Regions from separate parts of the Mus musculus genome. Here region 2 is linked to region 1. A link is a contact called in public HiChIP or PLAC-seq data. All regions are on one chromosome and are shown on one strand. Each heading gives the region's core, a stretch centred on a gene start, on an enhancer-like site or on the middle of the called end of the contact. The rest is flanking DNA. Distances are from core to core; before and after follow the strand shown.

Region 1 (6,896 bases), core at 1,302-3,801:
TTAAGGCTTAAATGTTATAGGCAAATGCCTTAAAAATAAACAGGCCTTGGTCAGAAATCACGACCTTTGAGAGAACAGAAGTACTGCTAACCTCTTGAGGGCCCTGCTATGATTTCTTTTTCATGACAGAGACAGGACTAGGAGTCAGGACATGTCTAGGTCCAAATTATCATATAGTCAAGACAAGTACAAGCTGAAATGGTGCTGGTTGCTACATTCATAGGCTTGGAGTCAAGCAGACATGGACTTGGATTCTGGCCCTACTACTCAGTAGCTGTTTGGTGTTGGTTTAGTTCCTCTGAGCCCGACTGCCTTCATATAAAAAGACATAAGGCTTATGTGATCTTCAAGAGCTATTGGGCATGCAGTGAGATGACATTGTATAATACCTTGCACTAGTAAAAAGCTAAGGAAAAAAATTGAAATTCTTTCTGTTTTGTGCACACTGGGTTGAAAAATAAAAATCTGCCAGGCTGTAGAGAGAAATGCCCAGAGAAGGTGATGCAATTATACACGGCTGTGAAACCCAGATGGTAGGACTCTGGGCAGGGAAAAAAGGCAGAGATTCCTGGCATCTCCTGGTGATCTCTTCATATGCTCTCAACACAGGGATTTCCCCTTTGGCTACATGCCAAGCATTTCCTCTGTCAGCCTCAGATGCACTTGAGCATCACACGTGAACCATATTTCAGGCTGAAGGGAGCCCTGGCAATGGTCCAAGGAACAATCTTCATTTCGGCATCACCTACATCTTAGATCATAGAAGACCAGCAGAGGGTGGAGATGATGGCAGGTCGCCTCTTAATCAAATCTGCACAAGCAAAAAAGTGTGCAGTATGTAGCCAGGCTTTGGCTTTCAGGCTGATTGGCAGATGCTGGGCTTTGTTTCCCTCTCACTCCACAATTCTTCCATATGCTATGTTTTAACAATTCTTTTTTGTTTGTTTGTTTGTTTGTTTGTTTTCATTAGTTTTCTTAAGTCCTGAAAGTCTTGTGCAAAGAGCACAGGAACCCTGGGCTGGATACTCTAGCTCCCTAGAGCATGCAAATGCTTCCAAACATTGCTGCCAGCGGGTGCCTGAGTGGACATCCCTTTTGCAAGTTTCATTCTGTTATTCTTTAATTTAAAAGAGAAATGATATGTAAAAATAAAAATGCCCAGAAACAACAATGCACAGTACAGATGGCGTGGCTGTCAGGGATGGCAAGGAGGGCACGGGCAAAGGGCCTTGGTTCTACAGCCAAACAGACCTCAGTCTGCCACTTGTTAGTTATGTGACCTTGACAAGTTGTGTTGACTTTGTCAAGCCTGTACTCCTAGATTAAAAATAACTCTGTCAGGTTAGGAGTTCATGAAATGATCCACAGAAAGTGCCAGCTTGAGCCCCAAATGAAAACAGGACCCCAAATAGCTACTCTTCCCCTTCAGCATCGCTGAAATGACAATCATTTGATTACGTCTTTAATGTCTGTCCCCCCTTTCCCATACCGAGGTGTGTGACAGAGGTCATATCTGTCTAGTCTTATATCCAGAATCTAGCCTAGAGAGAGTCCATGGATTGTTGGTGCAATAATCACAGTATTTCAGATCTCAGCAAAATGAATTCTTGGGGGTGACCTAACTTCATCTTGAAATGCCTTGCTTGAACAAACGGAGCCCCCAGCTGAGGCTCAGTGATCCCTGGGTGAAAGCAAGATGTCACCCTGCCCCATCACCCTGCCCCATCTGGTGCTCATGATTTCACCTGGGCAAGCAGAGGAAGCCAACCCATGAAGATTAGCCTTCCCTTTCTCACAGATTTTAGAACCCTTTAGGAAATAGTTTGGAACATGCCTTGGGCTTTCCAGTTTTGAAGAGGTGGCAAAGTTAGTTAAAATCCAAAGGAACCCCCAAACCCAGCTCTCCACTTTGATTATCATAGCTGATTCTAAAGGCCATCACAGGTAGGACATTCAGTGATGAGCTTAGGCTTGAAGGGGTACATGAAAGGCTTTTTTTTTTTTTAAGTTTCACTCTTAAGGCAAGAACAGAATTTTAACAACACTCCTTAACACATATGCATTAATACTTAAGAAAATGCACATAGTATATGTGTCTATATAGACAAAGCAAACCTTTCTATCAAATACACATCTGTCCACAATGCTTGGCACATATTATTAGTAGCTCAATTTTTTGAGACTCTCTCAAACTCATTACACAGCTGAATCTGGCCTTAAACTCCTGTGCATTCTGTTTCCTGCCTCCCAGATTTGGAGATTACAGGTGTGCGCCATCACATCTGTAATTAGCTGACTTTTTAAATGACTATTTGAAGCCCCTGTCGTCAAAGCCCCTGGTTTCCACCAGCGGGGAAAGCCATCCGAGATGCTCCCAGAATCCACTTACCCCACTCCCACGCTGCCTGGTTCAGGGGTAGCCTGTCCCCTGGAGTCTGAATCTGGACAGCCTCTAGATGCAGGGAGTTAGCGACAGGGAAGAGGAGAGAACTTACCTTGCTTTGCTGCGAGCTGCCTGGTCTGATGTGCCTGGACACCCACTGTTCCTTCTGCTGCCTTGGCTGCTCCTGGTGCTTATATACTCTACTCCTACAGAACTTTCTGATGGAAACCCAAAGTAGAAACTGACTAGTCTCAATTGCAACACTGAAAACTAGTGTCAAAACATTCTGGGGGAATTTTAAGAAGTTCCTCCCTCCCCCCCTTGCCTCCCTGAGTGCATCTATCATACAGAGGGAATATAGACGTCGAAATCCCAGGTTAAGAGGAAATGACTTCGGGGTGTGGAAAAAGGAAGGAGGCAGAGATACTAATTTCTGTTTACATCATGCCTAAGGTGAATAGAGGCGGCAATGGCTAACCTCTCCCGATTCCACAGACTGCAGAAAAAGGAAGGACTTGCCCCAAACCGAGTTCATGGTTCATGCCACAATCAAATAAGTAGGTGTTACAGGCCCAAAGAATAAAGGGCCTAGTGTATCTGGGCCACCTTTCCCCATGTTTTCTTGTTAGCATCTAAATTCAGAAGGTATTACCTCCTGTTTGGCTCCACGTACCCCCTACCTCATACCTATGTTGTCTGTATCCAGGGACAGCTCTGGGGAGGTGAATAACTAATAAAAGTCATAGTGTTTTGAGGGCGTCTCTTATGCTTATAGGTCCTTACTCATGGATTGATAGCAGCATGAACTGAGCTAGACATAGGCAAGCGTACAGATGATTCAAAGGTCACTCTTTTGGGTACCCATACTATATTCTCACTTCAGTAATAACGTGTCTGTGGTCCTATAAACCCTTTGTAGTTTCTCTTCTTGAGGAGTTTAAAATTGCAAAGAGGTGTGCAATCCTGTAAGTTGATGTTACCTCCCTTCCTCATCCGTGCTCAGAAATATTAGCTCTTCTTGCACATCCAGTTCGCATACAGATGAGAGCCACTCTCAGAGCCGCCGATAGAGGGCGCGAAGCGAGGACATCCTCGCGGTTGGGACGCAAGGGACACAACCCGCCGCTTCTCCATTCCTGTCCCTGGCCTGGGTTCCCGCCTCCTGGGAAGTTCCTAGGGCTGAGGTTGGACCCTGTCAGGTTTCGGGCGGTGTAGATTTCCGGCCTAACTTTCTTCCAAGTGTCAGTCTGCCTGGGGCGCGGGGAGGGGGAGAGAACTGCGGAGCTTCCCAGCCACACACTTCCTCACTCCAGCAGCCCAGCTGCAATCCCTCTTTGGTCCTGATCGGCTTCAAACTGAGGGTGGAGACATCAGTCACAGCAAGCTAGCTAGTGGCATCCCTGTACTCCTAGGCTTCGAGTGAAACTGGTTTTGCATACAAGATCATTCTTAAGTGAACAAAGTAGGTTTCGTTGCATAGTGAAATAGCAGTAAAAAATAATGTGCTAGTTTTAGGGGATCTCTGAGGACAGCCATAATCTCTGTGACTAAGATTGCTGGTCACACTGACCCTACATGCAAAGCTCATGGTTACCTCTGCCCATCTCTCCCAAGGACAGATCGGGAGTTCGTTAGAGCACCATCTTTGGCCTCTCGAGGAACTGGATCTTGACAAGGTACATAACTCCTCTTAGCCTCACTGCTGCAGTGCAGGGTTGTAAATGTCCCCTGAGCTGAGACAAGCTGTGACAACATACATGCAAAGCTCATGCAAATGTCCCCTGAGCTTAGACAAGCTATCATTATGAGCCACAAGAAAGCGATTTCATGAGGAAAACCGAACAAAGCAATATGGGGCCGAAGAATAGCTCCATGGGCTTATTTGGAGCTGGAGGGAAGGCTAGGGGGGGGGGAGGGGGCTTGAGGTAGCTCTTGGGGCTAGGTCAAAAACAGTTAGAGGAATACAAGACACAAGGGAATGATGTGCAGAATAACAGTGTGGCTCATAATCAGGCTGAAGCTACTTGGCTGTGATTGAACCCCTCCCCCCCAACACACACACGTACGTACAGATGTATGTATGTAATACCAAAAGGCCCCTTCCCTTATCAAAAGATGGCTATAAGCCTTTAGTATACTTTTCTAATACAATATAAATCATGTGTGCTTTAAAACATTAGTTTTCAGACAATGCAAAGCAAAACATGCATCCTTGCTATTGTCAAAAACTCCAAAGCAAAATACACCTTGAATAAGAAGCTGAAGCTTTGACATAGAGACTCCTGGCAGTAGACATTACCTGTGCTTTGATGTGTGTTCCTCTGAGCCGCCTGTGCCCCCTGTATATATTTGGTTGTTTAAGTAGGATCTTGTTATATGATGATTCTGAAAATTCCTTTTATGTAGTGGTTGGGAAATGAACAGGCCTGGATTATATCACGACCCAAGTTTCAAAAGCAGCCACAAGAGTTTCTATGAACACACATTTTCCACATGTTAGTCGATAGCTTTACCACTCAGTTATCTCTGCAGCCCTTCAGCAGCCTTTAGTGAGTACATCCATGGCTTTGGTCTCTTGCTGGACCTAACAGAATTGACTCCACATCTGGATCAGTTAGAGACTTGGCTTAGTCTGCCAACTAGCTTCTCTCTCCAGATGACTCCATATTTCCAGATAACAGATAATCCAGGATGACATTCAGTGTGTGTGTATGTGTGTGTGTGTGTGTGTCTGTGTTTCAGAGAGAAATGAAGAAAGGGAGAGAGGGAGGGAGGGAAGGAGTAAAGGAAGGAGTGAGAGAGAAAAGAGAGGAGACAGCTTTTATCATGTGCATCTCTCCTAAGAGCAAAGTTGTCTTAGAAGCTCCCAGAACTTTTTCTTCCAGTCCCCTGGACAACTGTAATCTAGTCTTCCCGAGGAGAATATACTTACAGTGACTGAAAGCTGAGCTGGGCACAGAGCCCTGATCACAGAGGAGTGGATAGACCAACTAGGAGGCCATAAATCATAGGTATTGGCCAGGTAAGTCTGGTGGTTTGTGCTGACATAGAAGGAAGAAATCAGGTAATCAGACAATGAGAAATAAATCTTCCTTCTTAGTCCATCATTTACAAAAGATGTGTCTGCCCGCAGGCTATGGTTGTTGCTCCTGCCTGCTTCCTTACAGAAGCTCAGACCGGGAAAACACCCCAAGTGCATGTGTCAGTCAGCGTGTGACTAGATGATTTTCGGGGTTTGTTTGTTTGTTTATGTATTTATTTTCAATGGCTTGGCTTCCTATTTTCTCCAAAATGTCTACAACTAACATGTATCATTCTTAAAAAATATTTGGTTTCTTCTTTTCTTTTCTTTTCTTTTTTTTTTTTTTTTTTTTGAGACAGGGTTTCTCTGTATAGCCCTGGCTGTCCTGGAACTCACTTTGTAGATCAGGCTGGCATCGAACTCAGAAATCTGCCTGCCTCTGCCTCCCAAGGGCTGGGATTAAAGGCGTATGCCACCATGCCCAGCTTTGGTTTCTTTTTATATATGTTCATATGCTGTGTACATCCATGTGTGTGACTGAGGACATGTACGGTTGCCAGGATTGATGTGGGATGGCTTCCTTGATTGCTCTTCATCTTAGTGGGTTTTTTTTAAATTTAAATCATATAGTTTTAGTGTGTTTGTGTGTGCGCACATGTGTGCACGTGCGTATATGTATGTGTTTATGCACACTTATGTGAACAGCATGTAGCAGTTGGTTCTCTCCTACTGTGTGGCTCCCAGGGACTGAACTTAAGTTGTTAGACTTGGAGGTAGGCACATTTATTTACTGAGGCGTCTCATTAGTTCACCATCCTAGTTTTATAACCTGGAGCTGATGGATTTGAACTGTCAGGCCATTGGACCTCGGGACCCTCCCATCTGCCCCTCCCCAATACCACAATTACTGGCACATTTTGTTGTGTCAACCTCTTACCCCTTTTACCCACTGAAGCATCTCCCCAGTCCCATATCTCTTGTTTCTCATTTAAAAACATGTCTGAAAGAGTCACATAGAAATGGCAGTGATTAGGAATTTAGATTTCAGAGGCAGATTTAGGATCAGATCATGATTCTCCTTCAAATGTAATCGAGCGCACTCCTGTGTAGAACATTTCTGGCCATACAAGTCATCAAATTGTTACTGAGATGTACAGTGTGGGTGGAGAAGCCCGTGTTGTCTGACATGAGTTCACTCAGGTTTTCACGTGTCCTTCCCTATGCCTGCTCCTTCAATGCTTTGACTGATAGGTAGAATTAGCTTCATTCTTAAAGGGACCAAGATGTCTTCAACATCTCCTGACAGTGACTCTGAGGATATTTCTGTCCTGTCATACTTCCTCCCTTGACCCGTGATAGGAAGGCAGAGGGTGTGGCATTAAGCCAGGACTGTTTTGTCATCTCAATGGGTACCTGGGCCTGCTCGACTGGACTGACTGCAAGGTGAAGTTGATGCTCTCAATGGACATGGCTGCTGCTGTGTGCACATGG
Region 2 (6,896 bases), core at 1,781-4,280, 150 kb before region 1:
TCTCCCCCCTCCTCACTCTCACACACATCCCAAAAATGTTTTTAAAAAAATTAAGGATGTTATCACAGCTTTTGAATAAGTCTAAAGACTTGAGCGATACTTTAAATCAGATTTTCATTTCATCTAGTTATAATTACATATTTGCATGATGAACTTGGAATACTTACTCCCAAAGGCTGATTCAGAAAATAAATAACCCTCTACAGTTTTTAATCACATTTGTGATGGTTTGAGGAACAGAGGAAGGATTTTTAAATGTCTACTTCAGTGTCGCAACAAGTCAATTGCTCTCCATACAGCTTCTTTCTCAAAGGTTTTGGATCCTGAGTATTCTGCACTTACATATGCAAAGCATAAAGCCAAGATAAAGGCTGGCTGCCCATCATCACACTTCAACAAGATGCCATCTGTTCTGAGGCTCCTAATCTCTGACTAAACCACATAAACCTCCAAACAGCCCAATCCCGAGCGGGAAGGCTGAAAGGCTTGCATGCTTTGTTCTTCTCAGAGGGCTGAGGCTCACAGAGAGGAGTGCAGAGAAAGGAGTTCTGCTCCCGCCACCCACAGGCAGCACCAGCAGCTCCCTAGCCAGGAACGTTGGTGAGCATGAAGCCTACTGTGCGACACCAGCATGTGAAACCCACTGTGCGACAGCTGTTTGCATACTCAGCAACCTTCCAGATTTACTCTGAATATGAGATGTTAATGTCTTTTGCTTTTAAAATATTTTACTATACTTTATCATGTGCGTTATGTGCATGGGCACATACATGTGTACGCCAGGGAGGGCCAGAGAGGGGGTCAGAACCCCTAGAACTAGAGCTGGGCTTGTAGGACAGTAGTGAGCAGACAGGTGTGGGTGCTGGGAATCAAGCTTGGGTCCTCAGCAAGAGCAGAAAGCGTTCTTAACCAGTGAGCCATCATTTCTCCAGCCCCGTATCACACACCCATATTTTATTTATATAATGATCAGAGTGTTCAACTGTTCTGCAAACGACTTGCCCCGCTCCATTCACTGTTGGCCCAGGTCTACCCCACAGTAGGCATTGCTATCACCTGTCAGGTACATTATGTTGAGTGTGTCTGATGTATCAGCATTCAGCTTTTCCCCATGTCACATAATTATGAAGTACTTGTAGGAATAAGCATATATATTTATGATAACCCTGCACTTTTATAATACACATGAGTAAGCATAAACCAGGATGCTTCCTAATATTTGCTTAAAGTGGATCAGTCACCCAGGCTGGCTTCACATTCAGGATCCTCCTGCCTCCATTTCCTAGCTACCCTAGGACTACAGGGTACACTAGAAGCCTGATAGGGAAAAAAAAAAATTATGGGCTCTGACATACACCTCCAGATAAACTTAAAGAACCAAGTCTTCAGCCGGGCGTTGGCGGCGCATGCCTTTAATCCCAGCACTCGGGAGGTAGAGGCAGGCAGATTTCTGAGTTCGAGTGAGTTCCAGGACAGCCAGGGCTACACAAGAAACCCCATCTCGAAAAAAACAAACAAACAAAAAAAACAAAAAGAACCAAGTCTTCCTCCAAAAAGTTAAATGCTTCATATGAGAAGTAAACATTTAAAAAGTAAGAGGAAACAGTCAATAGAACAAGTGTCAGAAAGAACGCAGAACAAAACTTAAAATGTGAAACCACTGGAGACAGAGCTGATGAATCAGAAAGCCAAACAAAAGCACAACTCCCTTCAAAGACTGAGAAACTACAGAGAGGGAGAGAGCTGGCAAGGAGGAGGATGCACGAGTAGGGCGGCTGGATTTCCACAAGGAAGAGCACCCAGCCGGGGAGGAAGGGTCACCAGGAACTTAGAGAGGCTGGGGCAGATGGAGCATGCGGGAGAGGCTGCAGGAGGAGGCTCGTTTTCATCATAATTAGCCCATTTTTGATGATAAGAATGGGAACATTTCCTTTATTAAAATAAAATCAGAAAGTGAAAGCAGAAAAGCAAAGGCTGGGAGGAAGTGCTCGGGCAGCAGAAGCTGTGGTGTGATGCCTCCCTCGGTTTCCCTGGTCAGCAGGATGGAAACTTCCCTCCAATCCCCACCCCTCGCCCAGCTCTGAAGTCCCCGCGTCCAGGCCCCGGCAGGCAGGACTTGCTCTGGCCACATGTCCACATCTCCTCTGAGGGACCATGCCTCAGAAGGCATTTTCCTCTAGGACTAGTGATCCTTGCTGCTGCAAGGGACTCAGTGAAATCCCCTACAGCTCCCTCCGCGAGGCCCCTACCCCAATGGTCACACTGAGTAAATCAGAAGCACTCTAGACTCTGTACTCTGAATTCATGACTCCACAATTAGAAAAAACTCTGGGAGGGTTGAACTTCCAGGAACTCATGGAACATTTAAATGGCTCTGGTTTTTCTTTAAAAGACTGCTTTTGTGTTTGTTAGTTCTCTTTTTGTAGTGCTGGGAATGGAACGCAGAGCCTCATCCTGCTGAGCTGATGGTCCCACTACAGAGCGGCATCTCCAACCCAGAAGCTCATTATTACTGAAACAGCAGAGAGAATTTACTTTAAAAATCAATATGAGCCAGGCATGGTGGCGCACGCCTTTAATCCCAGCACTCGGGAGGCAGAGGCAGGTGGATTTCTGAGTTCAAGGCCAGCCTGGTCTATAAAGTGAGTTCCAGGACAGCCAGGGCTATACAGAGAAACCCTGTCTCGAAAAACAAAAAAAAAAACAAAAAAAAAAAACAAAAACAACAAAAAAAAAACATCAATGTGAGGGAAAAAAAAGCCACCCTTTAATATGGCACAGACATCATTTTCTTTCCTCATCAACTAGTTCTTAGTTAAGATACTGACAGTGAGAACATAACCAGGCCAGCCTGGACCAGAGCAGAGTCTGCCTCAAATGACCAAACAACTCAAACAGGGTACGAGGAAGAAGAAAAGGGTGGGGGAGAAAGAGAACTGGTGAGAAAATGAGACAGTAAAGAGCGGGTAAAGGAAGGAGGAAGAGGAGGAGAAGCAGCACAGCTGAAGGCCCCCCCTCCTCTGCAAAAACAGCCAGCCTACACCGGGCAGAGCAGGAAGAGCTCTGCTGCCTGCTCCTTCCGTCAATCTGCAGCACTGTGGGCAAGTGGGTCAATTCCTGTTTGGCTGAATGAATGACGTCTTTTTGGTGCCCTTTGAACTAGACAAGCCCAACTGGTTTTCTTCCCGGAGACAAATACGTGTGCCTCCAAGACTGCCCTCATCACTAGGGATCCCTCAAGTAGCACCTGAGAAGGCATCAGCACTGGCCAGCTCTGACCCCACCCCACCCCACCCCCGAGATTTGGAAATTCAAGACAAAGTGCTGTGCAGGTTTCAGCCACCTTTCCCAGGCTTCAGGGAGCCCAGCCTTGGCCTTTACAATTCAGAACACGCAGGGAAAACCCTGCAAGAATTTTCACTCCACGTGCAGAAGCTCAACAGTCCATTGCTGGTCCTGGACGTCACATCAGAAGAAAGAGAGGGGCTACAGACAGAATCTACATTTTTCCTCTAGGTGTCTCATTTCAAAAAGTAACAGAAAAAGGTAAAAACAATATATTTTACAAAATCAAGTATACCTTAAATCTTATCAGCACATATTAGAGATGTTTTACTTGCACTAAGTGTACCTGGAGTACCATGTGTGAGAGGGGCATTTCCAGTGCTTGGCAGCCACGTGTGGCTGAGTTCTGGATGACCAGCTTTAGCTGGCCAGCCTAGATCCGTCCCCAGACACACAACCCTCTTAGTGGTGCACCCCTGAGTCTTCTCTGTATAGAGATCTGGGCAGTCCTTTGACCTCTGTTTCCCTCTCTTTAATACTGTCTTCTAAGAGGCTTGGCTTCAGAGTCGGTTCCCTCGCTTCCTGTGTGGGGTCTCTGGCATGGTGGGTGGTTCACTTAGGACTGTATCTATTCAGCACTTTTATTTTTAACATTGTGCTTCAGCCATGTACATGTTTCTGACAACAAGACGCTCACTTCCAGCAGCAGTAAGTAAGCCTGAGACATAGCTAATCACTTTAGCCTTTCAAAGTAATGACTAGCTGTTTAAAAATTAATCTTCTCCGATATTTAAAAACCCCTTAAGAACCACAAGCCTCTATGAACTATTTTTGATATGATGATAAATACAAACAGTAAGAAGCATCTATGGGAACAAGCTGATGACCTGACCCACAGGACGGAAGAAGAACAGCAACTCCTGCAAGCTGCCCTCTGACGGACACACTCATCAAGGCATGAGCACATGACACACGTGTGCACACACTCAATAAGTACAGGAAGAAATGGGGGGAGGGAAAAGAGGGGGAGGAAGGAAAGGAGGGAGGAGGAAGGAAGGGAGGGAGGGAGGGAGGGAGGGAGGAAGAAAAGCAAGCAAGCACGCAAACAAGCTATCAAGCAAGCGTAGGGCGAGGAAGTAAAGGTGGCCAAGGGTGTAGGTTGGCTGGTAGAGTACCTGCCAGTGTAAGGGGCCATGGGGTGTTTTTTTTGTTTTCTATAAAGGCACTCTACCCAGTCTAAGGCCCCAAATTTCATGAATTTCCTACCTATGCTAACCTTTTAATCTCCACCCGACAAGACCTTTGTGTACTGAAAAGGCCTGGCTGCATTACTCTAACTGGATGATGGTGTGAGGACCTGACTCCTGACCCCTGACCTGGACTTCCTTTGTGCTGACTCTTTAAGACAAGTCAACTTCGAAAGACTGAGTCAGACCCCAGGCAATGGAGGAAAGGCAGTCACCACATGCATTGGAATAAATTCCAAGTGACCTTCCTGCCCCCCCCCCCCCCCCCGTGTGCTCACGCCTGCTGGCTAGGGATGGGGCCTGTCCTACCCTTCTTGCAGAAAAAGATGCACGCCTAGCTTCTTCCATTTTCCATTCCTTTTTTTTTTTTTCTTTTTCTTTTTTGGTTTCTTAGAGACAGGGTTTCTCTATGTAGCCCTGGCTCTCCTGGAACTCTCTCTGTAGACCAGGATGGCCTCGAACTCAGAAATCCGCCTGCCTCTGCCTCCCGAGTGCTGGGACTAAAGGCGTGCACCACCACTGCCTGGCGGCCTTCTACTTCCTTCATATGTTTCTTTGTACAACCTGATTTTTCTTTGTTTCTAACATAAGCAAGAACAAATCCCTGAGTTCAATCCCTAGCATTGCATAAAACCCCTGCTTTCAGGAGAGCCAGCAGTTCAAGGTCATCCTTGGCTACTTTGTGAGTTCAAAGCCCACCTGGGTTTTGTAAGGGGCTGTCAGAAATAAAGCAAGAAAGGGCGGAAGGGAGGGAGGGAATGAGGGAGGGAGGGGAGGAATGAGAGGAAAGGAAAGGAAAGGAAAGGAAAGGAAAGGAAAGGAAAGGAAAGGAAAGGAAAGGAAAGGAAAGGAAAGGAAAGGAAAGGACACAGATAGAGATCAAACTGTGCATGTGGCACCACTTGCCCATGAAGAGTCAGGGAAGCAGAGAGAAGAGGCCAGGAGTGTGAGGGAAGCAGACGGAGAACTTTGAGCCCCTTCCTCTCCCCCATTTATAGAGCAAGACCCTGTCTCAAACAATCAAAGCAAAACAAATGACTCCTAAATACAAACAAACAAGAAAACCAAACAAAACAATAGCTTCATCTGAGGAGTCAATAAATAAACTTGAATTTTTAAATTATTTCTAAATGACTCTGAATCAGGTCTTTTTTGTTTTGTTTTGTTTTGTTTTAATCAAAAGAGAGTGGTCAGTTTCTACTCCTTTACTTCTTAATACTTACCTATTAAGGCTGTGGTAAAGCGGTTCATGGAGAGAGGTTCTAAATACATTGGTCCTTCATAGGCAGACTCCAGTTCACTCCTTACGTAGTCCCTGGAGAAAAACAGTAAGAACATCCTGCATGAGGGAGAGGCGGTCAGGCACCGGCTCTTACTGGCTCACGCTCCCACTTGTCTTTCGACATCTAAGGAAGACTCGGATAAAAAGAAGGACACACAGGGTTGCCTTCATCTCATCTTTCATACAGCGGAGACGGACACTGCTGGCCAGAACTGAACTCGACTCTGCAGAGCTGGCTGCGGAAGCTGTACTTTGTGGGATTTCTCTTCTTCCCGTCACGCTACCCAATATTTCATACCCAGCAAGAAACCAGCTGAGATGTCCTCTCTCAAAACTAAGGAACAGACAATGTCTAATGACAGACAGTACAGGAAACTCTTCATTCGCTCCCATTGCCACTTGGGTTGTCTTCCTGCCAAGGTCTGTCCTCAACCATTCCATTAGCTATATACATAACACAACAAACTAGCTGGAAAACTGACTCATAGCAGGGCAGTCCTCCACAGCCGTTCTTTCAAACCCACAGAGGATCCGTGATGATACTGTAACACCTCTTTTTAAAGAGAGGTTTTTGTTTTAATTAGGTATATATGTGCTCATCTGTGTGTGGGTTTGTGCCTGAGTGAAGTGTCCAGGGAGGCCAGAAGGTGGTGTCAGATCCCCTGGAGCTGAGTTAAGGTGGCTGTGAAGGAGGGGAAGCACACACTAGTCCCCAGTTAGAGGAGTGACCGTTCTTAAGGGAGTCCCCAGCTCCAGTGCTTACATTTTTAAACAAGAACCAGATCGCATCAAATAGCACTTTCCAAATCTAATTCCTTCAGGATGGGACAAATAGAAAGCTTTAAGCACTCCTGTGAGAACTGTTCACACTCAGAAAATACAGGCAGGAAGCATGAAAGGGGAGAATCTAACTTAAATCTCAGGTAGGAGAGCCAGAGAGCCGCGAGCCAGTCGACAGTAGCTTTTGCTATTAGAGACGGACGCTTGTGGACAATGACGCTCCCCTGCGTCCTCAGCTGCTGCCACTCAGTGGGCTTTAGAATACTGTCAAGGTTTCTAGTATTCTTAACAGACTCAAATTC

Evidence for each region. HiChIP or PLAC-seq counts read pairs in DNA pulled down with a chosen protein or histone mark.
Region 2: an H3K4me3 HiChIP or PLAC-seq map of bone marrow-derived macrophages shows a contact between it and region 1, with 3 times the contacts expected there. The contact joins the enhancer-like site here to the promoter of Il12b in region 1. A contact is called at or near these places in 2 of 39 promoter capture datasets (the C10 cell line and pre-B cells), 1 of 15 datasets of contacts at CTCF or cohesin (pro-B cells), 3 of 484 Hi-C or Micro-C datasets (Th2 cells, double positive thymocytes and nephron progenitors), 1 of 115 datasets of contacts at active chromatin or transcription factors (bone marrow-derived macrophages) and 2 of 9 other capture datasets (adipose tissue and liver).

Annotation. Positions count from the first base shown.
Region 1 is chr11:44,395,718-44,402,613 of GRCm38.p6, reverse strand. It overlaps Il12b (interleukin 12b), which reads right to left and starts at 2,551. Exons shown (of 8, transcript NM_001303244.1): 1 at 2,496-2,551.
Region 2 is chr11:44,541,580-44,548,475 of GRCm38.p6, reverse strand. It overlaps Rnf145 (ring finger protein 145), which reads right to left. Exons shown (of 11, transcript NM_028862.4): 4 at 5,756-5,847. Among named protein-coding and RNA genes, the nearest start is that of Gm51891, 14 kb to the right of the region's middle. Within about 2 kb of position 3,030, at least 125 of the 459 cell types and tissues checked have an H3K27ac peak or open chromatin away from gene starts, as enhancers often do. A contact at or near this core is called in Th2 cells, adipose tissue, bone marrow-derived macrophages and 3 more, where this site is marked.